Regions from separate parts of the Mus musculus genome. Here all the other regions are linked to region 6. A link is a contact called in public Hi-C and promoter capture Hi-C data. All regions are on one chromosome and are shown on one strand. Each heading gives the region's core, a stretch centred on a gene start, on an enhancer-like site or on the middle of the called end of the contact. The rest is flanking DNA. Distances are from core to core; before and after follow the strand shown.

Region 1 (3,574 bases), core at 679-3,178, 1.9 Mb before region 6:
TGTGTGTGTAAGAGAGAGAGCGAGCGAGCACAGGTGCATGCATGCCATGGTGAGCAGGCAGTCAGAGGACAACTTCAAGGAGTTAGTTCTTACATCTACATTTGGGGCTTTGAACTCAGGCTGTCAGGCTTATACAGCAAATGCTTTACCTCGCCCAGGATGTAGTATTTTTGTTCAAGACTGCTTTGGCTATTCTGATTTTATTGGTTTTTTTGGGGGGGTTTGTGGTCCTGGGGTTGAACTTGGTTCTTGTACAGGCTAGACAGTGGTGTACCACTGAGTTGAGTCTTTATCCTCTTATTCAGGGTATGCTTCTACATGAATATTAAGGTTGGTTTCCTAGTTCTTTGAAAAATGTCATTGAGTCTATACATTATTTGGTGTCTTGTGATATTTTGAGCAACATTAATTCTTCTAGTGCAAAAACACAGATGATCTTTTCATGTTTTTGTTTCAGTTTCATCATTGTCGAGACCTCTCTCTCCTATGGTTAACATTAGTGACTTAGTTGTATGATCTGTGAGTAGGGTTATTTTTCTGATTTCTTTCTCAACAACTTTATTATTATTCTTTAAAATGTAGCTCACAGCTTCACTGAATCACCATTTTCATCAATTCAAATAGACTTTGGTGATGTCTCTTTCAGAAGATGTTGGTTTTGAGTACAGCAACCAGTCGTAGTAGGTTACAGAGTTTATGTGTTCTGCATGGACACAGACCTTCAGGATGGAGGCAGCATGCAGCATCAAGAAGGACTGAAACCAAGAGTCAGGCATGAGTGCATGGAGGATTCTAGTTAAGGGTGGGCTGGGTGATAGCATGATGATGAATTGACAGAACTAGATGGTGCAGTGTGTTCATAGGCCCCATGCTATGTGCACACAGGCAGAAGTGTAATTTGGAAGTAGTTTCTGTGATTTAAGGTACCAGACTGCTCTTACTGGAAAATGACACTAGATATTAGAGTCCTTTGGGATCAGCTAAAAGTCACAGAGTACAAGGCAACTGAGGCACATATTCTTATGTGTGAAACCTAGCCAACAAAACACATGTGAACACACACACATACATGTGTATACACACACACTTATACATACACATACACACATACACGCACATGTGCATGCATGCATATACACTCTCGTGTGCGCGCACACACACACAGATTCAGTATAGAAAAGAGGAAGGCAAAGGCTAAATATACAGTGTGAGAAAAGAGGGCAGGTGATGGACACGAGTTATGAAAGGGATCATAATCATTTTTAGTTCTAACTGTGTCATGGATTTTTAATTTTTGGTGATAGATAAGTACATAAAATTATATTCATCAATTACAGTGTAAAATCCAGTGTGAAGCTCTACAGCTTCAGAATAGGTAAGTCTAAATGCATAGGAGTGTGTTGAGGTGTCTAGACTTCGGGTCGGCTTCATTTTTGGTGTGATTTTTTTTTTTAAATAAATATTAAAGCTATAAAAATACTCCAGCTGTAAAGAAAAAAAAAAAAAAAAAAAAAAAAACGAAATTTGCAGGTAAATGGATAGAACTAGAAAAGATTATCCTGAGTAAAGTAACCCAGACTCAGAAAGACTACTTACTGCTGTGTTTTTCTCTTGTTTGTGAATCTTAGCTTCTAACCTTACACTGTAGTAAAAAATTAGAATCAACCTAATTGTCCATCAACAAATGAATGGGTAATGAAGATTCAGTGGGGGGGGAGGAGGGGAGAGACAGAGAGAGAGAAAGAGAGAGACTGTTGAAAAGAAAAATAGAATCAAAATGTACTGAAAATGATGCCGTTAGGATTATTATGCAAGGGCATACACCCTCAGGGGAAAACCTTAAAGCCCCGCATGTTCTAGAAGACACGGTTGTGCAGCAGATGCCTTGAACTGTGGCTTCTGTATGCTTTCCACCTCCTCTTCAGCAGTGTCCCCTGAGACTTGGGGGTTCTGGTCTCTTGTGGCTGTATCAGGCACAGCAGCACCCCACATCAGTAGCTCTCTACATTTTTTTTTGATCAGTTGTGACTGTCAGTAATGGTCTCTCTGACTGCTACAAAAAGAAACTTCTTTAATTGCTGTGTGTGAGAGAGAGCTACACTCATATGTAAAGATAAGTTTTTAAAATGCAGTTAGGAATCACTCAAGTTTATGGCTCTTCTCTAAGATCCGTGACCTCACCAACCACAGATGGCTAAGTTGACAGTATCAGGCATGATTTCTGTGTAGTAGGTGAGCCACAAGTCTACTCAGACTGCTGTCAGTTACTCTCAAGATAGAAGCACCACTATTGCACCTGTAGAGACAGCATGCCACGCTCTCCTTGTGATTCATACACATCACAGCTGGGCAAGAGGATTGATTCCTCTCTCCCTATGCAGTCTGTGTATTATCTTCTAACTGAAATACTGGGCCTCAAAGAGGTGGCTTCCATGTCAAATCCAGCTTGAGTCTTCCAAGTCGTGTACCCACAGTATTGCTGTCTTGAGCCCTGGGGACTGACCTTCAGCCTCCTGGAGAAGGCCACAGGCAGTGGCTTACATCATTTGGGAGTCGTAGATGCCTCTGACGAGCAGTTCCAAAAGAAGGTTTCTCATGCCTGCCTGCTGCTGGGATTTTTGTTAGACAATGTTTGGCTCTTGACAGGAGACATTATCACTCCAAGTAGCATAACTTAAACTGTGTCTGTGCATGTACATATAGACATATATAATGTGGAATTTTAAGTAAATATAAAACAATATGGTTCCCCATGACTATTTCAAGTATCTTAGTTATTCATCCCTCCTCCCTCTGCTTCCTTCTCTGCTCTCCCTCCTCCCTCTCCAGTTAGAGCCCCTCCCCCTTTATCATGTTTCTCTTTCACATAACCTGTATCCTGTGGTGACTCTTTCTAAAGCTTCTTTCCACCCCACCATTCCTTTTTTCTTTCCTGGTCTATGCAATTACTCCAAATTACATACTTCGATCTGAAGATTTGGTGCTATGAACTGTAGATTTGAGAGAGACTACATTATGCTTACTGTGATGGTTTATATGCTTGGCCCAGGTAGTGGCACTATTAGGATGTGTGGCCCCGTTGGAGTAGGTGTGTCACTGTGGGCATGGGCTTTAAGACCCTCACCCAATCTGCCTGGAAGACAGTATTCTAGCAGCCTTTATCTGAAAGATGTAGGACTCTCACCTCCTACTATACCATGATGCTGCACCTGGATGCTGCCATGTTCCCATCTTGATGATAATGAACTGAACCTCTGAACCTGTAAGCCAGCCCCAATTAAATGTTGTCCTTGTAAAAGTTGCCTTGGTCATTGTGTCTGTGCACAGCAGTAAAACCCTAACTAAGACACTTTCCTTTCTGGTTCTGGATTACTTTATACTTACACCACCCCCACCCCCACACATGTTCCATCCATTTACTTACAAATTTTATGATTTATTTTTTCTTTATAATTTTCCATAGTGTTTATGTACATTTTCATTACCCATTCATCAGGTGAAGACATTTTGGTTGTTTCCATTTCTTCACTGTTGTGAACAGAACAATGAATCGAGCTGAGCAAGTATCTTTGGA
Region 2 (3,501 bases), core at 147-2,646, 1.6 Mb after region 6:
CAAAAAAACAAAAAAAAAACCCAAAACCCTAAGTCAACAAAACCCAAACCCAAAAAACAAAACCAAACACCAAACCAACAGTACCCTTTCAGATAATTTTGACAGATACTGCAGAACAGTTAATCTGGTAATTAAAAATTTCCAGAACACGTGATGTTTATTTATACCGTGATCTACGCTGTCAACCAGAACCCGACGCTTTAGTTTGAAACAAAAATACCTTACAACTTGAATTCACAGACACGGTGGTAGATTCTTGGATTGCAGTTGCAGTGGGAGCCCACTAATCAAAACACCGTGTTTTGATTTGTCCAAATTAATTTAGCAACACAGTATCTTTTATTTTTATTTTTCTTGGCCCAGGACTTTTCTTACAACGCATCATTAAACACAAGAGATTCGACATCACACGATGTCAACAAATACCAAGAGAGGCTAGCTTCCAATATGGTCTAAAGTGATTCAAAAGTTGCAGTGGCAACGGCCAGACCGGAGCTACCTGGGCTCTATCTACCCAAGCCGGTTTCCCCAGGGTCCCGCGAGCCCACGCCCCGCGTGTGCACAAAGGCGCAGTGGAGGCACGAGCTTTGGGCTGCAGTCTACTCTGTCCCCCACAGACGCAGGCTGCACAAGCCCTCCGCTGGTCTTCCATCTACCCACGTAGAGCGGAGGCTGACACCGTCCGCGAGCGGCAGAAGAGGCCGCACGGTCCCTGGATCGCAGGGGAGGCACGGAGAAGACGAGCGCCCGCGAGCCGACACCCGGCTCCGGAAAGGAAGGCCCGGCGAGAGTGAGGGCGGCGGGGCTCGCCAACACCCGACCCCGGGGCGTGCGGCCCTGCGTGCCCTTCCCGGCCTCGCTGCGATCGCGCGATGGAGGAGGACCGGGCGGAGGCCGGGTACGAGGAGAGGGGCCGGGAGCCCGCCCGCCCGCCCGCCCGGAGCCCGCCCTCCCTGCCATCTACTCACGCTCCGGCTTCTCTAGGCTGCGCGGCTCCCGCCGCATCGGGTCCCGGCCCCGCGGGCGGCGGCGGCGGCGGCGCCGAGGGAGAGGACAGCGGGCGGCGCGGCGCCCGCCTCCCGGGCCCTCTCCCCCGCCGCTGCGGAGCGGCCCGGCCGGGCCCGAGCGCTGCCTCGCCGGCCGCCCCAGCCCCAGCCTCGGCCGCCGCGGCACCGGAACTGCCGCTCGCTCGAACGCTCTCTCCGCTCGGCGCCGGCCCCGCCGCACGCCCCCACCCCCGGCTCCGCTCGCCGGCGCCCGGGCTCTTTTTCCTTTTGTTTCCAGAATAAACTTTATTGGTCTCTCTTTCCGCTCACATCGTGTAAACAAACAACGAACTCTTCCCCACCCCCTCGGCTCCCCCCTCCTGGGGCAGAGGAGGGTGAGAGCTGAGGAGGGGCCGAACTTGCAACGCCCCGGAAACAGGGCTGCAAAGACCGGAAGTGAGGCGGAGAAGAGGCCGGGCAATGGGCAAGTTCGGGAACAGTGACTCACTGCGCCTGCGTCCTGCTCTTCCGCCCCGAGTGGCAGTGCGAGTCAGCGCTGCAGTCGTAGCTCAGGCGGTGGTGTCATCCTGGGACGGCGGACGTGTCAAACCTATTAGCTTCTTCCAGCGGCAGTCTGTCTTGGGAGAAGCAGACAGGAAAGTCGGGAGCGAGGGATGCCCAAAGAGGAAACGAAAGGAGGGCAAGATGAAGGGTGGCTCTCCCAAATTGGATGCGGATTTCAGGAAGAAGTCTTTTGCAAACACTGGTTTAAATTGTAACCCACTCCGATAGCCCTCTGCAGTCTTTAGAGGTCTTTGGCTATGTCCAGTCTGTTTTCCTTGTATCCCAGCTATAGAAGCTGTGTTACTTTTTCATTTTTGAGGCTTCAAAATAGTTATGCTGGCTTTAAGTACGATTCAACGTGGTGAGGTACTGCCTAAGGTTTTGGTTGCAAGGAATGAGATATGTTGACTTTTAAACGATGCAACCCCAGTAATCCCACCACTCAGGAGGCTGCCGGATCTCTGAATTCCTGAGTTCGAGGCCAGCCTGGTCGAGAGGCGGGGGCGGCAACAGACGGACAGACAGACAGTCGGTATCCTGCGTTTCTCTCCTTACGGGTCTTTTATCATATTGAAAAAGCCTAAGGTCCAGAATCGAAGTCAGAGCCAAGTCCGGCAGCCTAGTGCCCCCTGGAATTTTTAAAGTGTAGAGGACAGGAAATACACTCAAAACTGCCACGCGTCCTCAACCTCGTCTTAAGGATTCATTCCTCTGTGTTTTACTGGACTGTCTGTATTTCCTGTTTTCTTTCTTTTCCACCCTAAGGCCTCGTTTTAATCTCACATTCCAGGGAATCTGAGTTTTAAAATATTTAACTAGTCGTGTCCGGCAGTTTCAGAACACCCTTATCCCCGGTCGAGGAGTTAAATAACCTTGAATTTCATAGTTAATCTTAGGTCCTAAAAGCATCATTACTTAAATTGTGCTTCCTGTGTGATATTAATAGATAATACTTGGTCAGGGAATTTTATGCTGGGAATAGTTTGCTTTCTAATTTTTTTTTTTTTTTTTTTTTTTTTTTTTTGGTTTTTCGAGACAGGGTTTCTCTGTGTAGCCCTGGCTGTCCTGGAACTCACTTTGTAGACCAGGCTGGCCTCGAACTCAGAAATCCGTCTGCCTCTGCCTCCCGAGTGCTGGGGTTAAAACCACGCCCAGCTGGGTTTTTTGGGTTTGTTTGTTTGTTTGTTTGTTTTTTAAGCTAGGGGCCAAACTGGGGACTTTGTGTATGCTAGCAAGTCCCCTACTACAGAATTACAGCCTTGAATTCTTTCTGCAGTATTGCTAAATGTTTAAAGTATGTTACACATCTGTGGGATAGAATCATTAAAATACTGAAAGAAAAATGCTTTAGAGGAAAAGAAAAGTTACTTATTATTATATTATTAGACTGTGAAGCAAGCAAACCAAAATGCATCAGAATTAAATAATTTCACCATAATTCTTCCTTTATTAGAATTAACTTATTTACTTATGTATTGAGACAGGATCTAGACATGAGCCCATGGGTTGGCCTCTGTCTCAGCACAGTCTTCCTGCTTCATCAGACCAAGTACTGAGATTACAGGTGTGAAACATCACAACTGGTTAATACCATCCTAAGCATTTTGAGGCCGAGATGTCCACAATAAAGCTATTGTTTCATGCCAAATCACTAAAATTATGACCATAGTTATTTGTTTCTAGGTTGGGTTTTTTTTTGTTGTTGTTGTTTTTTGTTTGTTTTTTTTTTTTTTTTTTGACGCAATGTCTTAGTAGCTCCTGCTGGCCTTGAACATTCTGTACTTCTGTGGATGAATTTGAAATGGTGGTCCTTTGGCTTCTGCCTTCCAAGTATGGGGTTAGAGGCATGTACAATTATTCTCCTGCCTTCGGATTTACTACCATTGCTGGGGTGATGATTCACAATGATTATGAATTTCACTGGATCAAGAAACACCTATGGAAACTGCTG
Region 3 (3,832 bases), core at 1,064-3,563, 1.9 Mb before region 6:
TTCCCAGAAAGCATGAAAAGCAGGCCACATAGTTCATGCGCCTGTAGTCCCAGTACTACAGGGAGACGGAAGGTAGACACTGAAGAATCCCCAGAAGTTCAAGGGTCAGCCAGTCTGGCATATCAGGTGGAAAAGCAACAGGGACCCGCTTTAAACAAAGTTGATGGCATGGGCTGACACCTGAGTTTGTCCTCTGACCTCTATACAAATGTTATGGCACCAATGGCCCCATATAAAAACAAAACAAACAAAATTATCTCAAAGATGGATATGATCTGGTCTTTCTCTGCCCTGGCCTTGGAGGCAAATGATTATCAGTTGATGTCCTAACTCTAATCTAGGGGCCATAAAATTGCAAAGGAGATGCCCCAATTGCAGAAATCCAGAGTAGGAAATAAACTGTAGTAACCGAGAGAACACATTATAAGCAGATTGTCTGGGTCTAGTTCCTAGATTTACTACTTGCTGTGTGACATTAGGCATGTTACTTACCCACTCTGTATGTCAGTGCTCCCTACAAAATAGGTGTAGCTGCAACCTGAAGTTTGCTTGAGTGTTAGAGGCTTAGTACAACACATGGCGGATCCTCACTCTTGTGACCTAGTGTGTCAGGGACAAAATAAGACCAAACCAGGAAGCTTGGTACCGAAACAGGAGCTGCATTGAGTGGGGGTCATGACAAAGGGAGTGGAAAGATGAGGGAGAGACCTGCCTATGACTCCAGACAGGCTCACGTTAGGAAAGTTCTCGGAGACTTTGAGGAAGAGCCTCCAGTCTGCATTGCAGACAGACACCTCTGGTGTAGAAGGAAAAGTACAGAGAAGATGGGGTGGGAGACATACTTGCCTGCAATCCCAGGCCGCACTGTTGGCTGTTAGCCTGGGCAACATAAAGAAACTCCATCTCAAAAGGGGATGGAGAAAGGAGGGTCCCAATGAGAGATGAACCCTATTAAAGGGCAGGGGAAGAATTCGGGTTTACTCAGATGATGAACTCGGCGAGCTTAGACTAAGGGAGATGGGCAGTTCTGATATTTAGCTTATGTGATGAAAAAGCAGGGGAATGCAGGTTTAGGGATAAGATTTTGGCTTTGTAGAGCTTTGGGGGGGTCTGTGGGATGAGCAGAATTTGTGCTTAGGGCATGCCGCTGCCGAGCTTTAGATAAGATTTTGGACTCACTGGGATATGGGCAGGGTCTAGGAAAAAGGAATATATGAAGAGATTCAGGGATGGTTCTGGAAAGCCCACCACTGAAAAGCCAGAGTTAGCTAGCAAAGAAGAATGGTAAGTGAAGGGGAGACTATAAATAAATCAAGTCATGAAAAATTATGGGAATTCTAGGAGGACGTGTTCAAATTCAGGAGAGAAAGAGGTCAAGTGGAACTAAGAATCACCCCTTGGAGTTGGCACTTAGGAAAAAAAGAGCTTTAAGAAAACCTACAAGCTATTGTTGCAATAGTCTAATGAAGTGTAGCAAGAGACTGAGTCCTCTTCGTTAATATTTTAAGTTGCTAGGCTGAGTTCCTAGAGAATAACCACAAGTGTGATCTAGTTTCACCCTTGCTACTTGGTATTTTCTTAGGGCCTGGCGAGAAGATGCCACATCAGCGCACACACACGCACACGCGCGCGCGCGTACACACACACACTCGCATTGATGGTGTAAAGAATGAATGGGTGACAACAGGTCTGCAGTGCCAAAGATCTGCCTCTGCAGGGCTCTGGGAGCCCCCACCACGTGGCTAGTTCTAAGCAGTAGCAGGAAGCTCCGAGGAGGAGTGACAACAGTTGTTTTAACAGAAACTTTAAGATTGTTAGCTTCTAGGGGTGATCTGGTGGTATTTGCCGGTGGTAAAGGGAGACCCACGTTTGGTGATGAAGATGCGGATGACATATATAAACCTGGGCAATCTTGGACAGCTTTTTCTATGTGCCGTACCTTTGTTTTATTTCCTCTCTCTGCAGGGAGTACTGTATTTCCTTCTCCTTGCAGCACACACTTGTCTTCTGGCCCACAGCTCAGCAGGCAGGCTAGGTCAAGCTTGGCCCGTCCACCAGGCATGACAGTGGCTCTAGGCGCAATAGTCTCCCGGATTCTTCCAAAAACTTACCTGGGAACTCTGACGTGGAGCTATTAGGAGCGCACGGAGGACAGGACGCGGCCGTGACGAGGGCGCCCTGAGTGGGGGCGCAGGCAGGGCCCCGGCGCTTCGTCCTCACTGTGCCCGCGGCCGCCCGCCGCGCGGGTCTCAGCGTGTGTCCGCAGCCCGGGCTGCCGGGTCGCCCGGCCGCTCGTGCCACGGATGCCGGCAGGCCAGGCCGCCCACCCCGGGGCCCGCGCCCTCCGCCTCCCGCGGCCCGGCCGCTCCGCGGGCCGCCGCACTGCGCATGAGCGGGAGCCCGGCGAGCCCGTGAGAGGCGCCGCCGCCGCCGCCGCCGTCCATTCGCTGCGGAGCCGGAGGAGGAGGGGAGAGGTCCGGAGGACACCAACATGGTGAGGAACCGCGGCGCCGTGCCGCCCGGCCCGGGCCCCCGGCCCCGCCGCGCTCCGCTACCGCTGCTCAGCCGGCGCCCAGCTCGGCCCGTCCCTCCCCGGCGCCGCCGCTACGCGAGGGCCCGGCAGCGGAGCGCGGCGGGGCCTAGTCGCCGGAGCGGGGCCGGGCGCGGAGGCGTTGGGGGACGGCCCGCGCCCCATTGTGCGGCCAGGCGGCGCCTGGGCAGCGGGCCTGGCGCTGCCTGGTCCCGGCCGGGCCCCTCGGTGCTGGCGGCCCTGGCGAGCCGGCGTCGGCCTTGCTGGTCCGCGCTGGCGCCAGGCGCCAGGCGCCCGGGAGTTGGGGCGGCTCGGCTGAGGCTCGGTCCCTGCGAGGGGACTGGGAGGCTCCGGGCTGCGGACGGAAGTGCAGCCGGGGGACCCGAGACCTGCTGCCTTCCGAGCGCCTGCTCTATGTGCTTGGGGTGGGAGGAGTAATTGCTTTATTATAGCAGTTAGGGACCATTTGTGATTCTTAAGAAACAGTTTGTCAAGTTGCTCCTCTCCTGGTTTTTGTTTGGGTGAGAAAAAGTCACGGAAGCTGGAAGACGCTGTGGTGAGCTGAGTCCTTTGTCATTAAGTACCTGGCGCTGCTGGTCACTGCTTTTCAGTTTGGAAGTATACAGTCACACCTTGTTGAAGTTCCCGGCTGGCTGCTGGGAGAAGAGTAAAAGTGATGAGGTCCTTCGCTCCGGAGAGCTGAAAGGCTTCTTTGGGGAGGGTGTATGCCCAGTCTTGAGTCGTGGGGGGTTGATTTTCGCTCAGTGACACTTATATGGCCCCAGCCTTGGTGTCATGTGTTGATTATGTGTTTAGGTCCCAACAGAGTCAAGATTTCTCTTCTGTGCTTACGTTCGTAAAACTTTATATTTGTAAGGAAGTTCCGGTTAGTGTTTGGATTGAGAGTACAGTAAAAGTTCAGAGACCCAAGAGAGAGTTTGCAGGTTCTCCTTTAATTATTTGAACAGGCCTTGGATATTACTCCTGAACCCCCAAGAGTTTCCACTCTCTTACTGGGGTGCTTTCAGCAGGCTAAAATAATAGAGTGCGCGTCTCTGATGGACATTCATCACGAGTATGTATGCAGTTTCCCACAGTCCACATCAGACACCTGCCCTCGAACCCAGTGCCTGCCAGTGCTCATTAGGAATATAGGATTCATGCCGTTTCAGTGAGAGCTAGGGTTAGGACTTGTAGCCTTCTGTTCCTTTGGTTAATATTAAATCAGCTCATTTTGGAGCTTAGCCATACGTCATGCAATCGTACTGGTTGTGGTTCCTGGTTGTTAAGATGTCCTTAACT
Region 4 (3,959 bases), core at 744-3,243, 1.7 Mb before region 6:
TCAAAGTCCTGCTTTGGCACAAGGGTTTTTGTTTTTGTTTTTTTAAAGATTTATTTATTTTTATTTAGATGAGTACACTGTAGCTGTCTTCAGACACACCAGAAGAGTGCATCAGACCCCATTACAGATGGTCTGTGAGCTACCATGTGATTGCTGGGAATTGAACTCAGGACCTCTGGAAGAGTCAGTGCTCTTAACTCACTGAGCCATCTCTCCAGCCCTGGCACAAGTTCTTAAAGACTTGATTATCTTAAAAGTAAAACCAGTGACAGACAACTAAATATCAGAGATAGTATTTTTTTTTTTTAAAATGGAAAGCAACTTGTTCAACTTGTTAGTCAGGGCCATGAGACAGCTGACTTAAAAATGACCACACAGCTTCTGGTTTATCCCTTTCAGCCGTAAACATAAAGCCATTTCTCACAACATTACCAGATTTCTATCTGGAAGATAGGAATGATCACATAGAAAGATTTTATTCAAGCTAACAAAAAAGTACCTCACACTGAGAGACTGTCTTAACATACTGGGAAAGGCTTGAAAAAACAGCCTTAAAAACTATTTTCTCACCCAAAACATCAGATAAAAAGGTGTTAAATCTTTTGTTTACTTGACGCCTGAGAAGTCAAAAGCAGATCAGATTTGTAATAATTAACTTCCTTACTGTACTGGCTTGCCACAAGAAAGCAAGTGTGGATTAAATGACATCATTAGCTTGGATTCCCAATAAAGCTGGAATACTTCAATTTGCAACAGTTAGCTAAAAATAAAGACCTACCATTTGTATGAGGGAGTGGCAGGCGGTTCTAGTTTTATTTATAAGATTTCTTTATTTAAGAATGATGCTTACTGTAAAATAAACAGGAGACTGACTGAAATACATACTTTTTAGTTTTCACCTGAAAAACTGTTCTACCACAAGAAAAAAGAATGAAGATTTTGGTCTCAAAACAGGACATTTCTGTTTCTCTAAGATTTATCACTGCCTTGAAACCTCGTAGAAAAAAAATACTGCAATTGGTACAATTTCAAAATTAAACAGCATATAGATTAGCATTCCTAGAACTGAAGTGATGTCTGCCTTAACTGTCATTGTCGCCTTGGCGTTGTTATTTTCTGGGCTGCAAGTGCCAAGGGACATGAGAGATTTTCGTCTGTGAATGATTTCTGAGAAAGGTGACGCTTTTTAGACACTTAAGTCACTCTAGGGTTTTCTTTTTCTTTTTCCAGGTAATACAGTAATGTTCAAAAGTTAAACCACTGGCTCCTAACCCGTGCGTTCTAACCGCCTTGAGGGGTGGGTGACACACAAGAGATGCACAGAGAAGTTGCACCGGTCTGCGGTGAAGACCTTTCCGGCGCGCCTTCCTCCTAGGCCCAGGGCGAGCTTCCGCCGGGAGGCCGAGGAGGACCCAGACCTCCTCCGGAGCCCGCACGAGCCTAGTTCGGAGTCCGGGGGAGCCGCCTGACCCGCGCCCCGCGCCGCTACCTCCGCCACCTCGGGGCCCGCGCGGCTCGCGACCCTCAGCGGCCGCAAGCTGCAGTGCATCCCCGCGCTGTGCGGAGCCCGGGCCGAGAGAGAGCCGCGCGCCCCCGCCGCGGCCTAGCCCTCGCCGCCCCGCCGCGCCACCCAGCCCTCACTTACCAGCTGCTGCCGGACCCAGCGCCACATGCCCCCGCCGTCGCCGACGCCGTCGTGGCCCGCCGGACGCGGGACCGAGCGGCAGCAGGTGGAAGAGGACTCCGAGTGTGACCGGAGCAGGCGAGCCCCTCGGGCTTAAGTTCTGCTCTCTGCTGTCCCCGCTTTTCTACCCGAGTCGGGTCCCCATCCCGCCACCCCGGCCCGGAGGTCCTACAGGCGCGGCCTGGCTGCCAACCGCGCCCGGCGCAGCACTACTCCCCGCTGAGCCGCCGCCACCTTCATCTCTGACCGTTGTCACCCGAAGCACCGCCGCCCCCACGGCGCCGCCCCGCCCTCGCCCGCCATGGGCCCGCCCCCACGGCGCCGCCCCGCCCTCGCCCTCCATGGTCCCGCCCCCAAGCCCTGTGCCCCTCCCTCACCTGCTCTGGACCCGCCCGCTTCTTTACCTCTCGGAGGCCCACCCTTCCGTGTTTCCGCGCGGGTTTGCCCGCCCCTTTCCGGGGCGGTTTGTCGCGAAAACGTGAGCGCTGTCAGGCTCGCCGGCTCTGTGGGCCTTTTTCGAGTTTTTGTATCTTGGCCGGCTAGGCTGTAGCAACTCCTCGAAGAGGAGTTGGCTCTGCCCTGTCACAGATCTTCCCCCTCCCCCACCAACCCCCCCCCCCATCCACCCCAACATTCGGATCCACACCAGCAAATGTATGTGACCAAAAGGTCTGTGCCCAGACCATTAAATTATCAAAGACTTACATTTGGAGAGGGAGATGATTATGATCAAACTAAATTGTACAAAATTCTTATAGACTTGGTAAAAAAAATTTTTTTAATTGTCAAAGGCATTTAATTGCTTCACACATAACTCAGCGAGTAACCAAAGTGGACTAATATTGGGGAAAGTTTGAGATTTCTCTGTGAGAGTCCAGCCTGCACCTCAATTTCTGGAGCTATTGCTGAGTTCCTATCCTGATGAATTAAGCTGGAAAGGCTAAGGGGAGAGACTTTCCTCGGAAAGCTAATTGCTAAGCATGCAATGAAAACTACCTCCAAAGTAGCGTGACCTCTCTAACAAGGGTGTGGATAACTTTTAAGAAGGCCCATACAAGCAACTGGAACAAGTTTATACTGTCTAAAAGCAGCCACCTGTTCGTCTTCGTCGTACTCTCTTTTTCCTGAATTAAAACACGTCACCATCAGACATTTGTAATTTGAAAAGTAACATTCTGCAAAAACCTAAATCTAAGCTACGGTGATTAGACAAATCTGTCTTTTGGTTTCAGTAGTCATGTCTTAGTTAATCCAGCATTGCAATTAGAGTCTTTCAGTTATCTATGGCCTATAAAATCTGCAATGGAGCCCTTTAATCCCTTTTTAATCCCTGCACTCGGGAGACACAGGCAGGCAGATTTCTGAGTTCGAGACCGGCCTGGTCTACAAAGTGAGTTCCAGGACAGCCAGGGCTATACAGTGAAACCCTGTCTCGGGGGGGGGGGGGGGGGACCTGCAATAATTTTTTTTTAATATTATAAATTACCCAAATTTAGGACAGATATTTAAAAAGAAAAAGGAACCTTCGTTTTGCTCTTATGCCCGACCCTTACTCTGTGACACCAGCATAAAGTTACTGGAATGCTTTTAGAGAAAACAAAATGTTACTTCCGTTCTAAGGCAGTGTCCCAGAACCCACTGCGTCAAGCTCTACCCGATACTCTAATTGGGTCTCTGAAGTACGTATTATCCCGATTGTGCAGATGGAGAAGCTCAAGTTAAATAATTCGGCAAAACTGTGATTTGGATTATGGATAATCGGACAGTAGAACCTGTGTTCTTAAGCTATATTCCTAAACAAACTTACTTCTCACATCTCGTTTCTCAGTGACTTGGTTACAAAGTAGGCCTGGAAATGTTTTATTTATATGCCACCAAAATTTGTCAAGAAAACCTGTAAAACAGCAACCTAGAGGATGCATTACATATCATTGAACTGGCTTCCAAATTTCTAAAGGTGGAAGTGGACAGGGGGTGGGGAATTAGGAAGGAGTTGATTCGAGGTGTTATGAGGCAATGTGGCAAAAAGCAGCTCAAATATGTGAAGACCATATGAAAGTCCAAACTGTCAGGAACAAAAATAGCAACAGGGCAGTGTTTTGCTCCAAACATTTTCTACCAGAACCATAGCATGGCCGAGCATTTTTATACTATAGTTGTAATTCTTTAGTGGTGGTAAAATCTTCTCCATGTATAATAATCAGGGTTTTTTTTTTAATTAAATTTATTTCTTGGAGGTAGGAGTATGTGCCATGTGGGTGTATAGAGGTCAGAG
Region 5 (3,478 bases), core at 611-3,110, 1.7 Mb after region 6:
TCACAAAAGTAGGTTTCAGCCACAAGTCAGTGAGATTTGTTTTTGTCCTTTAGTAAAGGTGGTGAATATGACCGGTTTCTTTTTCTTTCATTTATTTTATTTTAAAAATTTATTTATTTATTTATTTGAGGGGGGCTACTGAATCTCATAAGACCCAGTGATTCACAAAAAAAGCTCTAATTTGTGGGGCCATTTTCTCTGTCATGAGATTTACATTTCTATGAAACAAGTATCTTGGGATTACTTGCTTTTTCCTGGGCCAGAGAAGGAAATGCCTGAGCTGTTTGAAGTAAGTTGTAGGATCAGGGGCAGCAAATTTGGAACATCGAGTGTATGTATGTGTATGAGCTAGCGGGTAAGGCCCCTACTTTCAGCTTTTAGATTTTATTCCAACATGCAAATACACATAAAACTATAAAATATAAACGGAAGACTCCAAGACCTGTCTCTTTCTGCACTCAGGGAGTTTAAGGTAGTAGTATATGTAATAAAGTCCCATGTGAGGAATGGAGATTGTTATCATGCAGTGGCCCGAGAGGCCATGGAAGTTGCTTGTAGGAGAGGCTGCAGGGGGCAAGGATGGACAGGGAGAAAGGCATTTAACACCAAGGACAGGCTGTGTAAGATCACAGAGGTAACGCTAGACTATGGGCCTGTGATGGATAGTACAGACTGTCAATAGGAGTGTTTCTGGATTAGAAACCGAGGAGGGAAGACTCACCCTGAGTGTGGGCGGCTTCGTGGATGGAAAGCAATCGAGCAGCTCCTCCCGGTTTCCTGACTATGGACATTTGTGACCAGCTGCCCCACTTTTGCTCTCATGGCTTCCCTGCTGTGATGGACTGTACCCTCAAACTGCGAGCCAAAATTAATTTTCTTCCGTTGCCTTTGCCAGCCATTTTATAAGACGGGACATGTGGGTGAAAACGAGGATGAGGGTTGTCAGATGGGAAAGGCCAGCCAGGGCCCAGCATGGTCCCAGCTAACAAGAGTGAATGGCAAAGTTCTGACAAAGGGCTGAGAAATGCGTTTCTACCCCGCTGCTTTTAAAACAATGAAGCCATTTGGTATTTTCACATATACAGCACGTGCACTGAACTCATCTGTGCGGTGGATTACTCTTCCCGATGGCGGGTGCACACTGGTCTAGTCTGCTGAACAGTCCTCGAATTCGCGAAGCCCGCCCGTACCTGGTTGTTGGCGCATGCTCCAGTCATAGCCTTGCATTCCCGTGTAAATAGGCAGTCTATTAGGCTGAGTTGAGGCTCACCATATTTAGATCTTGGCATTTTAGTTTATGGTTTACACAATAACCACACACAATGTGAAAGTACTTGATGCTGCGAAACCATACTCTGCCGGTAATATGGAAAATTCGTGTCATGTTATCCAAGGAGAAACCCCTAGCCACTATACAAGTATTCACATGCAGAAGGTACAAGCCGGCAGAACAAGCTAGGGCTGCAATCCATCCCAGCGCCTCTCTTGAAGGTATCCCGGGGACTTCTGCAGTCCTTCGGGTCCTGCCGGTGAGCGGGCTCCTTTCCAATGTCTTTGGGCGGAGGCGCAAGGAGTGCAGTTTCCAGGTCTCAGAGGAGAACCTCCGCCCTCCTACCAGGCTCTGCCAAGCTTCTGCCCTCATCGCTTTCAGGGTAGGCTGGGGCAGCTCCGAGGAGCCATCAGGGCCAGGGTAGGGTACCCTTTCGAGTCGCTGTTCCGCACCTGCTCGGCGTCCCGGGTCTGCGGGAGCAGCCGCTTGTCCGTGCACATGCGCAGTAGCGCTGCCGGGAGCCCTGCCTCCTCCTCCTCCTCCTCCTCCTCCTCCGCCGCCGCCGCCGCCGCCGCCTCCCGGTTCCGCAGTCACTTCCTGCAGCTGTTTCCCGGTGGCTCCGCTCCGACCGACTTTTGACAATCAGCCTCCAGCAGCGGAGCGGCCGGTCGGCGGCGGCGAGCGCAGAAAGTGGTCTTGGAGCGGGCAGCGGCGCGCGGGGTGGCGGGGCGGCTGCGGCCTGCCGGTTCCGGTGAGTGCGGTCCTCGAGTCCGCTCGGTTGCGTCCGTGTGCGCGTGTCAGCCTCGCCCGCGGCGTCCAGCGGGCCACCGATCCCGATCCCGCAGCCATTCGCACAGCCGCCTCGGCGACTCGGTGCTCCCGGCCGGCATCCTCGCAGGACCCGAATGCGTGTGAGCTTGCCCAGCCCGGGAATGGCACACGCGGGGGCGATGCTGCAGGGGCGCAGTTTTGAGTCCTAGATGCTGAGCCTGGGTCGCCAAGGCCTCCTCCCCTTCTAAGCTTTCTTCTGTGATGTAAAACAGCCTGCCAGGGCTGTTTTTCTGCCTGCCACGTTTTGGTGACCTCTGAGTAAGGTTTTCTCTTGTCTTCTCTTCTCCGGAATACCCAGGGGTAGCCTTCCTTACTTTACCCGGACGCCAGGAACCTGTTCCTGGATTCTCTTCTTTGCCCTGGGTCTGTTTCTGCTCAGGGGAGGCTGTTGTTTGCAGTACAGCCGGTGAGGAGTAGGCCCCAGCCCAACCGTGGAAACGTGTGCTGTGGTCATTCATTTCCCTCAGACCGGTACATGGTGGAGCTGTGATTTTCTTTAGTGTCTCTGAGCTCCCTTCCAAATTAGGACATCAAGCGCTGTGCATCCTTCGTGTCTGCCATCGCACACGTCCAATCGGATGGATTTTGAGATCTGAGAAGTATTTTTATAACAGCTTCTAAATTAGTCTCTTAAATTAATGCAGCAGTTTGAACGGATCCGAGCATGTTTTTGAGTCTGTATTTCAGCTTGTGTATTCACTGAAGCTTAGCTTTGGTTTTATTTATTTTTAGAGTTATTTATTTATTTATTTTTACCCAAATGTAATACCTGTTGTGATTGTCACCTATAGACTTTTGGGGGAGGGCTTTTTTTTTTAACCTTATGTTGATTATTAAATCTAACAGTATTTTTGAGGTCTCTATTCTTTCTTTGAACATTATGAACATAAAATGTAATAATAGGTAAACCTGCACTGTAAACACCCCCACCCCACCCGGCCGGCCAGTGTTTTGCTTTGAAATAAGGCCTTTTTGTGCCTCTGCTGGGAGGAGGGCCTTGTTTCTGCAGGACTGCTGCATGATTCTGGGGCCACGCATGCTGGGGTTTCATCAGGTGGGAGTAAGCATGTGAGAAACAAGCCCAGGCATGTCTTGGGAGCATGCTGATTCGGTTCTCTATGTATATTGCTGATTTTCTATATCCAGATGTTTTGATATCCTGCCCTGTCCTTTCTCTATGATCTAACAGAGAATCTGGATGACAAGTTAGGGTCAGAATGACATGGTCCGTTCTATCTAAGTAGTTAATCTATTTAAAAAGATGATTTCATTACCCTGCCTCCAATATCCCTAATCATCTTTGCTCTTTGAATGTCTTAGTTGGGAGACATAATATTGTTTCAGAGAAACTTACTGTTTAAATGTATCAGATCTGTA
Region 6 (4,068 bases), core at 13-2,512:
GAAAGGGAAAAGCAAAACACTGAAAAATTAGGAAATCGTTAATACCAAATAAAATCCTCTGGAATAAAGGAGCCATTGAAATGAAAACCTGTGAGAAACCATTTTAAGTACATACAATACTCATGTACTAGAAGAGAGCCTTCATAAAAATAGCCAAGACTCTCAAACATCTGAGATGCTGGCTTGGAGAATGACTGACAGACAACAGCTGAGAAGGTTTTGTGTTGATTTGTTAAGATTCTCGCACACTTTGGGGAGAAAAAAAAATAAGGAGAAGGGGCCGTTACTATGGAAAAACTGTTCAGCCTTCGTGTTCTGCTTGGTGCCCCCTCCCCCTTTTCCAATAGAAGCAAGCGCCTTACAAATTCCTCCACTCTAGAATCCTCCCTCTGTCTCCGAGGCCAGCCTCCACGGCAATGCATGGCCTCTTCTCAAAGGAAACAAAAAGAACCTCGTGGAAGAGGACTTAAAAAGCAAAAACAAAAAACAAAAAACCCACCTTCCCAGGGGCTGGGAAGACACGCGTCCCTCCCACCTGCCGCCTGGCCTCGGGTCACCTTTGAACCCTTCCTTCGGAATTCGCATTTCTCCCGGGCCGAGGGGCGAAGGGGCCGCCCGCTCCCCAGGCCGCGGCCACCAGGGCCCGCCGCCCGTCCGGGTTTCCACGCGGGCGGGCGGGCGCCGTGGGTTCGCAGGGCCCCCGGGGCAGCACAAGCCGGGGTAGGCCGGGGAGTCAGCCATTCATGCCGCGGGCGGGAGGGCGGGCGGGCGGAGAGGAGCCTGGCGGGCCCGGCCGCCGCCGCGGGGTCGCAGTGAGCTGCCCGCCTCAGTCCGTCCCTCAGTCCGCCCGTCCGCGCCCCCCACCCCGCCAGGCCTCGGCGGCGCGCCCGCACCACAGCCCGCCGCTCCAGCCCGCCCGCCCGCCCGCGTCCCGGAGGCCTCGACCCAGGACGCTCCGGGACAGGAGGCAAGCCAGCACCCGCCGCCTTGTTTCCAAACATAACGGAGCCTGGGCCCCGAGACCGTTAAACCGCGCCGAGGGCAGAGGCCAGCAGCACGGCCCAGCTGCCTCCCCCGCCACCACCTGACACCTCTCCTCGGCCCCCGGGGTCCCCGGCGCCCCTTGACCCCGCTCCCAGTGCCCAGCTCCCATCCCCGGCCGCCCCGCGGCCCGTACCTTGTAGAAAGCCCCGTTGGAGCCGCGAACCTCCACCGTCAGCTCCGCCATGTTGGAACCGCAAAGGCTGCTGGGAAGAGATTCTAGAAACTTTCCAACGCGAGGGGAGGAGGGGGGAGGGGCGAGCGTCGCGGGGGAGGGGCGGGCGGGCGGGAGGGCGGGACGCTCCCGGCCCGCTCCCGGGCTCTCCGCTAGCGGCGCCGCTCTGCGCGGGTCCTTGGGCGGCTACCCAGCGGCAGGCCGGTCCGCCCACGCCCACGCCCGCGCGGCCCGCCTCGCGCACAATGAGTGAGGCGGACCCGCCCGGCGCGCCACCCTCGCCCCAGGATCCGCGCGGCCGGCGACGCTCCCTACGGGCTCTTCCCGTCAGGAAGCGCGGCCTGGCGGGCGCTCGGGCTCGGCCAGAGCGCATGGCCGGCCGACACTCTCAGGTTTGCCCTCATGGAGCCTTCCCTCTGGAGCCTCGGGCCGTCCCCTTGAAGAGCCTTTCCCAGGACGAACCCGGGACTCGGGGCTTCCCCCGAGCCTCACGCAGTTCTCAGGCCTCGCCTCGCGCGAAGGCAGCTCACTCACCTGTCACCGACCGAGCACGGTTACCTTAATACGTTATTAAAGGCTCGGGAAACCTAGGCTAATTTTGTGGGGGGATCCTGTTTGAGACACAGTTCTCTACCCCTGGGTGGCCTTGAACCCACAGAACTGCTTCTGCCTCTGGCCATCGGAGTGCTGGCATTACTTTTAAAAAATTTTAAACAATGGGAAAGTGTATTCCTCCCACCCCTGATAGGTTACACGTGGGAAGTTTTGCAAAGAGGATCCAAGAACCTATTGGGTTTTGTGTTGTGTGACTTTACCAGAAACGCCACCAGTTCTAGAAGCTTTGTGGCACTCATACTTAGTTTGATAAGTTAATGCCAACTTCTGAAAGCAAGGCTTTTGGAAATAGTACTTAAAAGAATTCATTTGTATGTGCATCTTTACATAACTTTTCAGCGACGCATGATGTATTTGTCTTTCCTTTATTTGGAGCTCAAATTGACCACCCTGCCTCCCACCTCCAGGTGCCAGTTGGGCTAACAGGCTCAGTTCCCCCACGGTTACCTGTTACTCTGAGACAAGTCTCACTAAGCAGTCCAAGATGGCCTTCGATTTACCTCCCATTCTCTTGTCTTAGCCTCCAGAGTGCTGGCTTTACTGGTGTGAGCTCCTGGCCCCTAGCAACCTGGTTTGTATAAAGTACATTTTCTTTATACAAGATTAGCCCTTTTAAAAATGTACAGTTCAGCGTCTATCACCAGGATCAGTATAAAACATTTTCATCACAAACAACAATAAATAAGTAAAAATAAAAAGCACTTGTGCTTGTTGCTGTTCCCCAATTCTCCTGAATTCCCTGGATTCTAGGAAACTGCCCATGTGTTTTCTATGTAGAGATTTGCCTAGCTCGATCTCACATATGAGTGGGATCGTGATGTGAGAGCTTCTGTGATTGGCTTCTCTCATTTAGAATATTCTTTCAAGATTCATGGTACAGCAGGTATGACTAGGTGTCCATTTTTTGTCACAGTATTACACTGCATAAGCAACCGCACTGTACTGCTGATATGGGTTTATTAGTATGTTTGAGGGTCAGATGCAGAGGACTGAAACAAGGTCCCGGAGCTACACACAGCACTATCTTCTTTAGCCCTTTATTTATTTCTCATTTGAAGGCCCATGCCTGTAATTTTGTGGAGAATACAAGAGGATCAGGAGTCCAAGGTTATCCTCAGCTACAAGTTCCAGGTCAGTCTAGCTATGTGAGACCCTGTCTCAAAACAAACAAACAAAAAACTCCACTGTTAGCTGAGTCAAATTCTCTTTTAGCTGTTAAAAGTAACACTTCTGGGGTAGGTGCCCGGTGTTGTAGTGAACACCATCAATTCGAGTTCTCAGAAGACAAAGGCAAGAGGAACTCTGAATTCAGGGCCAGCCTGGACTACTATATATCAGGACAACTAGAGATACATAGACCCTGTCTCAAACCAAAAAGCTGGAGCAGGAGAGATGGCTCAGCATGTGTCCTTGATTCTCAGCTGCATGGCAACTCATAACTGTATATAACTCCATTTCCAGGATAGCCAACACCCTCTTCTGATCTCCAAGACTACCAGATTCACGTGTGGGCACAGACCTTCGTGAACAGATGTGTACTGTTGACACACCTTGCCAATGACTGTGAGGCCTCAGACCCATGGTACAATTTGGCAAAGCTTACCCATATGGGCCAGGCTCAAGAGGAATGGCAGAATTTTCGTTACCGATCAGTATGTGAAAAGACAACTGACTTTGACTTCCTCCTGCTGGAGGAGATGTACAGACTCCTACTGAAATTAGCTAGCCCCTCCCACTGTGTTGTACCTAGGAATAAACATGCTGAGTTCTAGGTTGCAAAGGTAGCAGAACTCTACCTGGCACGGCTTGCTGTATGTGTGTTTCTTGGTCTGTCAGTTTTAGTTTTCTTTTCTCGGTGCCTCTAGTAAGGATCCCAGGATGCAAGGTGCTCGGTCACAGCACTGCTATGAAAATTCATGCTTCCATTTTTGAAGTCCATCTCTTTTGGCTGTATACCAAGAAATCCACTTGCTGACTCCTGTTGTAATAATTCAGTGTTTAACCAACTTGAGAAATTGTCACACTTTTCCAGAGTGTGACATGCTTGGCAGTGTGTTCTCTGACTTTGCTTTAGGAAGGTCTCCCTTTCTCAGTTCTTTCTCTCTCCCTCCCCCTTTCTTGTTTTGGATGTTGCTTGTTTGTTTGGAATAGAACTCTATAAAGCTCTAACTGAACGAATCTAAAGGATTCTGGATGGTCTAAACTTTGAAAAGTAAGAGTTGGTCTTCAGCCCTTGT
Region 7 (3,766 bases), core at 26-2,525, 1.5 Mb after region 6:
CTAGGAAAGGGCAAACCGAAAGGTTCACACGTAGCCCCTCACTTCTGTCCTATTCTCCAACTGCCACACTCCCTATAGAAAGTCCGTAGGTTCCTCCCGTCCTTGCGAGCACCTCTTCCCCACAGGAGAGGGTTCACCCTTCGATGTTTTGAAAGAAGTAGTATCCATTTTCTGTTGAGGTCAGTCTGGACATTTGCTGCCTCCTGTGTCTTTAATCTGCTTCAGAAATCTAACAAATATACTGTGATAAATCAACATGACCCAAAACAACCTGGGGAGAAAGGGCTTATTTGTACTGTATACACTTGGACACCACAGTTCATCACCGAGGGAAGCCAGGGCAGGAACTCAAACAGGACAGGGACCTGGACACAGGAAGGGGCCTTGGCGGAGTGTGGCTTACTTGTTCGCCTCCATGGCTTAGCCGACCTGCTTTTTTTTTTAGCACCTAGTGCTACCTCCCTGAGCTCTGACCCTCTTGCCTTTGCCTTCTGAGTGGAAACTATTGTGCCAGCTGTAAATCTAATTTTAAAAATTAAACGAATTAATATTATGATTGCCAGGTGTGTGTGTGCATGACCTGTTTGTGCGCTTGTGTGGAATTCGAAGGACAGTTTGGTAGACTTGGCTCTTTCACCTTCCACCTTCACTGGTGTCTGGGCATGGAGCTCAGGTCACCAGGCTTGGCCAGATGACCTTTTACCCACTGAGTCACCTCACAGGTTTGTAAAGCTATTCTTTTATTCAGAACAATTTTATTCAGAAAAGGCTACTATATTAAGCCTGTACCCAAACATAATATTTTGAAAAAAGAAGGGAATGTGTCTGGGACAGAACATTTCCTCTTCTTACACGTTGTGTATTGGGTATGTCTGTCCCCAATTACAGAGTCCCTGGGGCCTCAGAACTTTCCACAGTCCTATTGGTCTCTATGACAATGCACCTGGTGAATTCAGAGGAAACACAGGTGTCAGGTGGAACAGGCGCCAGGCAATGCTGGGGGAGTGTTGTTGGCTACAGAACCACCTAGGTACTCCATGAGCAACTATACCTGAACGTTGCTTTGCAGCCAGGCTGCCTGAGTTCCCACCTCTCTAGGAAACTTCTAGAGGACCCCGCCAGCTCTGGATGCAGCAGGGGTCCTGGTGTCTGTGGCTAGGCAGGGAATTGGCAACTCCCTCTGGGACTCCACTTCCGATGATGCTTAAGCCTCCTGCGCTCTAAAAGGGCACAACTCAGGCGGGGAGCATCCGATCCAGACATCTCCTGGCCTCATGCAGCCCTTCAGCATCCCTGTCCAAATCACGCTACAGGGTGGCCGGAGGCGCCAAGGGAGGTAAGTTCCCCACCTGAATCTCCCATCAGTGTGCCTCCTGCTAATCAAGGCCAGTGTGGCTACAATGCGGCATGCTGAAAGCTGAGTTTGGTAGGTGCTTTGAGGAGGCCAGCTTGCAATGCCTCCCAGGTACCCCTACCACCCACCTCTACCCCACCCCCACCTTTGGTTGCTGTTTTGAGACAGGCTGTCATGTAGCCCAGGCTGGCCTCAAGTTCTCTATATTGTTAAGAATGATCCTCCTGCCTCCTGATCTCCAGTGCTGGGATTCCAGGTGTGGACCACTCTCTACCTGGGTACACAGGTGACACAGGTGGTGTGGGCTATGGATCCCAGCACTGAAAGCAGTGCTCAGCAATATATCTCTTGTACGAAAGAACAAAGAAATGACACCAGCCTTTGGTCTTGTTGGTGAAGCCTTAATGGTCCAGACCAAGATTCAGGTTCCAGCTCCCCACCGAGGCAGCTGCATGACTCTGGGTCTTTGCCCCTCATCTTATCTTGAAATAGAGATACTTGTCTTTGTGTGCTCTAGCACGGTGGTGCCTTCCTGGAACTCTCTAAACTAGACAGGCCTGCATATATTATGTACATTCTAGCTTTATTATTATTATTATTATTATTATTATTATTATTATTATTAAGACAGCATCTCACATAGCCTGGGCTGACTGCAAACATGCTCTGTACCTGATGCTGACTTTGAACTGCTCTTTCTGCCTCCACCTCTCAAGTGTAGAGATTACTGGTATTAACCACCCAACTATACTGAGTAAGTGGGAAGTGAAAAAGATTATTTTAGGACCCTTCTCCCCAAGGGTATGCAAAGCAGAAGAATTTTGAAGTTCAGAGGAGTGGGGCCTTGAACTCCTGTGTGAGAGTTGGGGCAGCAGGACAGTCAGAAATGGGCAGAGGAGAGCCATACCAGGCTTTTGAAATATGATATTAGAAATGTTCTGGTACATTCTTGGGAAGAGGACACCTTGAAGCCAAGCTCTCCCACTATAGAAAACTTGGGTGGCTCTTAGCAATATAAGCAGAACTGGGAGCTGGGTACTCATTAACCTCCAGCTTTAACTACTCTACTGGGTATTTGGTTTAGGGCATGAAGGAGAGGCATTGGATGGGTTGGGCGTGGGTTCCAGGCTGGTAGAAGGGTCAGACCACAAAGTAGAGAGGCTCGCCCAGCTATGAGCTAATGCCTTTATGAGCAGGCAATTACAGCAAGTCGCTTCGTGGCAGGAGACAGAATAGCAACCAAGCCAGCGAGTGAACGTGAAGATGCTCCTCATGACACAAGCAAGGTGGAAGACAGTCCAGTCTGCCCCCAACGCATCCCTATGCTCACTTCCCTTCCTGACATGCAGAGGTGGATAGCTTCTTATTGCTCCCACCCTGCACTTGGTGGTGGCTTTTTATCAACCTCACTTGCTGTTTCACAAAAAGTTGCTAAGCAATTTTGTATTTTTTTTTAAAAAAGCAAATACCCAGAAAGATTCAGGCAATGACAAAAACCTTTCAGCTGAAACAAACTTCAGGGAGGTAGTAGTTGAATGCGCATGCCCAGCGTCACAAACGCATGGGGATCCTCATTAGGTGAATTGTGACGCGTGGCTGAGCTACCTCGAGTTCTTGCTCAGTTCAGATGTTAAAGGGCAAGGCTGCTGGTTTCTGTCCGGATCACACCCAGGCAAGCTATGGAGCTAGAGCTAGACTGTTCACGCTGTTAGCAACTCAGTTTGCCTCAGCCTGAGAAGGTGGCATGGGAGCCTCAGCTGTGCTCTGATTTGATTGGAAAGTCATCCTCTGCAGGGAGAACTCTGCAGGGAAGACTGGGCAGGGAGGACTGGGCAGGGAGGACTGGGCAGGGAGGACTGAGCAGGGAGGACTGGGCAGGGAGGACTGAGCAGGGAGGACTGGGCAGGGAGGACTGGGCAGGGAGGATTGGGCAGGGAGGACTGCGCAGGGAGGACTGCGCAGGGAGGACTGCGCAGGGAGGACTGGGCAGGGAGGACTGCGCAGGGAGGATCAAGCAAGGAAGACAGGGCAGAGAGGAACGGGCACAGAGGATACTGGTTGATGTCTTCAGGACATCAATATTCCTGGTTGAAAAAAAAATTAAAATGCTACTGGCTCATCTCACTGACTAGAGAGCAAATGAGATCATTCTTAATCACTCTGAGACCCTGGGATAAAAAGTGTTTATAAACACTACTGAGTTCACCCCAGACAGTACTGCTGCAGTCTCAAAAACTGAAGACAGCCAGTAACGTTCAACTCCGAGGATGCAGGCAAGAACCGTACGCCTTACCTGATTGATGGACTGTGAAATCACAGGGAGCTTACAAATCATTGTTAATGGCATGGAAATTAAGTGAAAAATACAAGATGAAAAAAAAAAACCCTATCTAATAAAAAACTCTGCCTAAT

The links. Promoter capture Hi-C pulls out the DNA fragments that hold promoters and counts their contacts. A called contact is a pair of places that touch in the nucleus more often than the background predicts. Capture Hi-C pulls out chosen DNA fragments and counts their contacts.
Region 1: a contact with region 6 is called in a promoter capture Hi-C map of pre-B cells. The contact joins the enhancer-like site here to the promoter of Fxr1 in region 6. A contact is called at or near these places in 4 of 39 promoter capture datasets (the C10 cell line, hippocampal neurons, liver and 1 more) and 1 of 115 datasets of contacts at active chromatin or transcription factors (astrocytes).
Region 2: a Hi-C map of CD4 T cells shows a contact between it and region 6, with 6 times the contacts expected there. The contact joins the promoter of Pik3ca here to the promoter of Fxr1 in region 6. A contact is called at or near these places in 5 of 39 promoter capture datasets (3T3-L1-derived adipocytes, liver, neutrophils and 1 more), 1 of 484 Hi-C or Micro-C datasets (CD4 T cells), 1 of 115 datasets of contacts at active chromatin or transcription factors (thymic regulatory T cells) and 1 of 9 other capture datasets (adipose tissue).
Region 3: a promoter capture Hi-C map of adipose tissue shows a contact between it and region 6, with 6 times the contacts expected there. The contact joins the promoter of Dcun1d1 here to the promoter of Fxr1 in region 6. A contact is called at or near these places in 13 of 39 promoter capture datasets (the 3T3-L1 cell line, 3T3-L1-derived adipocytes, cranial neural crest and 8 more), 1 of 115 datasets of contacts at active chromatin or transcription factors (astrocytes) and 3 of 9 other capture datasets (adipose tissue, liver and macrophages).
Region 4: a promoter capture Hi-C map of liver shows a contact between it and region 6, with 5 times the contacts expected there. The contact joins the promoter of Atp11b here to the promoter of Fxr1 in region 6. A contact is called at or near these places in 12 of 39 promoter capture datasets (the 3T3-L1 cell line, the C10 cell line, cranial neural crest and 7 more), 2 of 484 Hi-C or Micro-C datasets (CD4 T cells and muscle stem cells), 3 of 115 datasets of contacts at active chromatin or transcription factors (astrocytes and embryonic stem cells) and 3 of 9 other capture datasets (adipose tissue, liver and macrophages).
Region 5: a promoter capture Hi-C map of pre-B cells shows a contact between it and region 6, with 4 times the contacts expected there. The contact joins the promoter of Zmat3 here to the promoter of Fxr1 in region 6. A contact is called at or near these places in 2 of 39 promoter capture datasets (liver and pre-B cells).
Region 7: a promoter capture Hi-C map of liver shows a contact between it and region 6, with 2.1 times the contacts expected there. The contact joins the promoter of Kcnmb3 here to the promoter of Fxr1 in region 6. A contact is called at or near these places in 4 of 39 promoter capture datasets (hippocampal neurons, liver and pre-B cells).

What each region holds. Positions count from the first base shown.
Region 1 is chr3:35,899,380-35,902,953 of GRCm38.p6, reverse strand. The region is part of intron 4 of Dcun1d1 (DCN1, defective in cullin neddylation 1, domain containing 1 (S. cerevisiae)); the gene reads left to right. Among named protein-coding and RNA genes, the nearest start is that of Dcun1d1, 32 kb to the left of the region's middle. Within about 2 kb of position 1,928, at least 26 of the 459 cell types and tissues checked have an H3K27ac peak or open chromatin away from gene starts, as enhancers often do. A contact at or near this core is called in pre-B cells, where this site is marked.
Region 2 is chr3:32,394,960-32,398,460 of GRCm38.p6, reverse strand. Pik3ca (phosphatidylinositol-4,5-bisphosphate 3-kinase catalytic subunit alpha) reads right to left here and starts at 1,396. Exons shown (of 21, transcript NM_008839.3): 1 at 969-1,396.
Region 3 is chr3:35,931,447-35,935,278 of GRCm38.p6, reverse strand. Dcun1d1 (DCN1, defective in cullin neddylation 1, domain containing 1 (S. cerevisiae)) reads left to right here and starts at 2,313. Exons shown (of 7, transcript NM_001205361.1): 1 at 2,313-2,494. The coding sequence starts at 2,492. Gm15952 (a long non-coding RNA gene) reads right to left here and starts at 2,201. Exons shown (of 4, transcript XR_880768.3): 1 at 2,112-2,201.
Region 4 is chr3:35,752,097-35,756,055 of GRCm38.p6, reverse strand. It overlaps Atp11b (ATPase, class VI, type 11B), which reads right to left and starts at 1,993. Exons shown (of 30, transcript NM_029570.4): 1 at 1,646-1,993. The coding sequence starts at 1,672.
Region 5 is chr3:32,364,047-32,367,524 of GRCm38.p6, reverse strand. It overlaps Zmat3 (zinc finger matrin type 3), which reads left to right and starts at 1,860. Exons shown (of 6, transcript NM_009517.2): 1 at 1,860-2,021. It overlaps 4930429B21Rik (RIKEN cDNA 4930429B21 gene), which reads right to left and starts at 2,036. Exons shown (of 1, transcript NR_027966.1): 1 at 87-2,036.
Region 6 is chr3:34,017,273-34,021,340 of GRCm38.p6, reverse strand. Fxr1 (fragile X mental retardation gene 1, autosomal homolog) reads right to left here and starts at 1,262. Exons shown (of 17, transcript NM_001113188.1): 1 at 1,178-1,262. The coding sequence starts at 1,228.
Region 7 is chr3:32,489,478-32,493,243 of GRCm38.p6, reverse strand. It overlaps Kcnmb3 (potassium large conductance calcium-activated channel, subfamily M, beta member 3), which reads left to right and starts at 1,275. Exons shown (of 4, transcript NM_001195074.1): 1 at 1,275-1,336. The coding sequence starts at 1,275.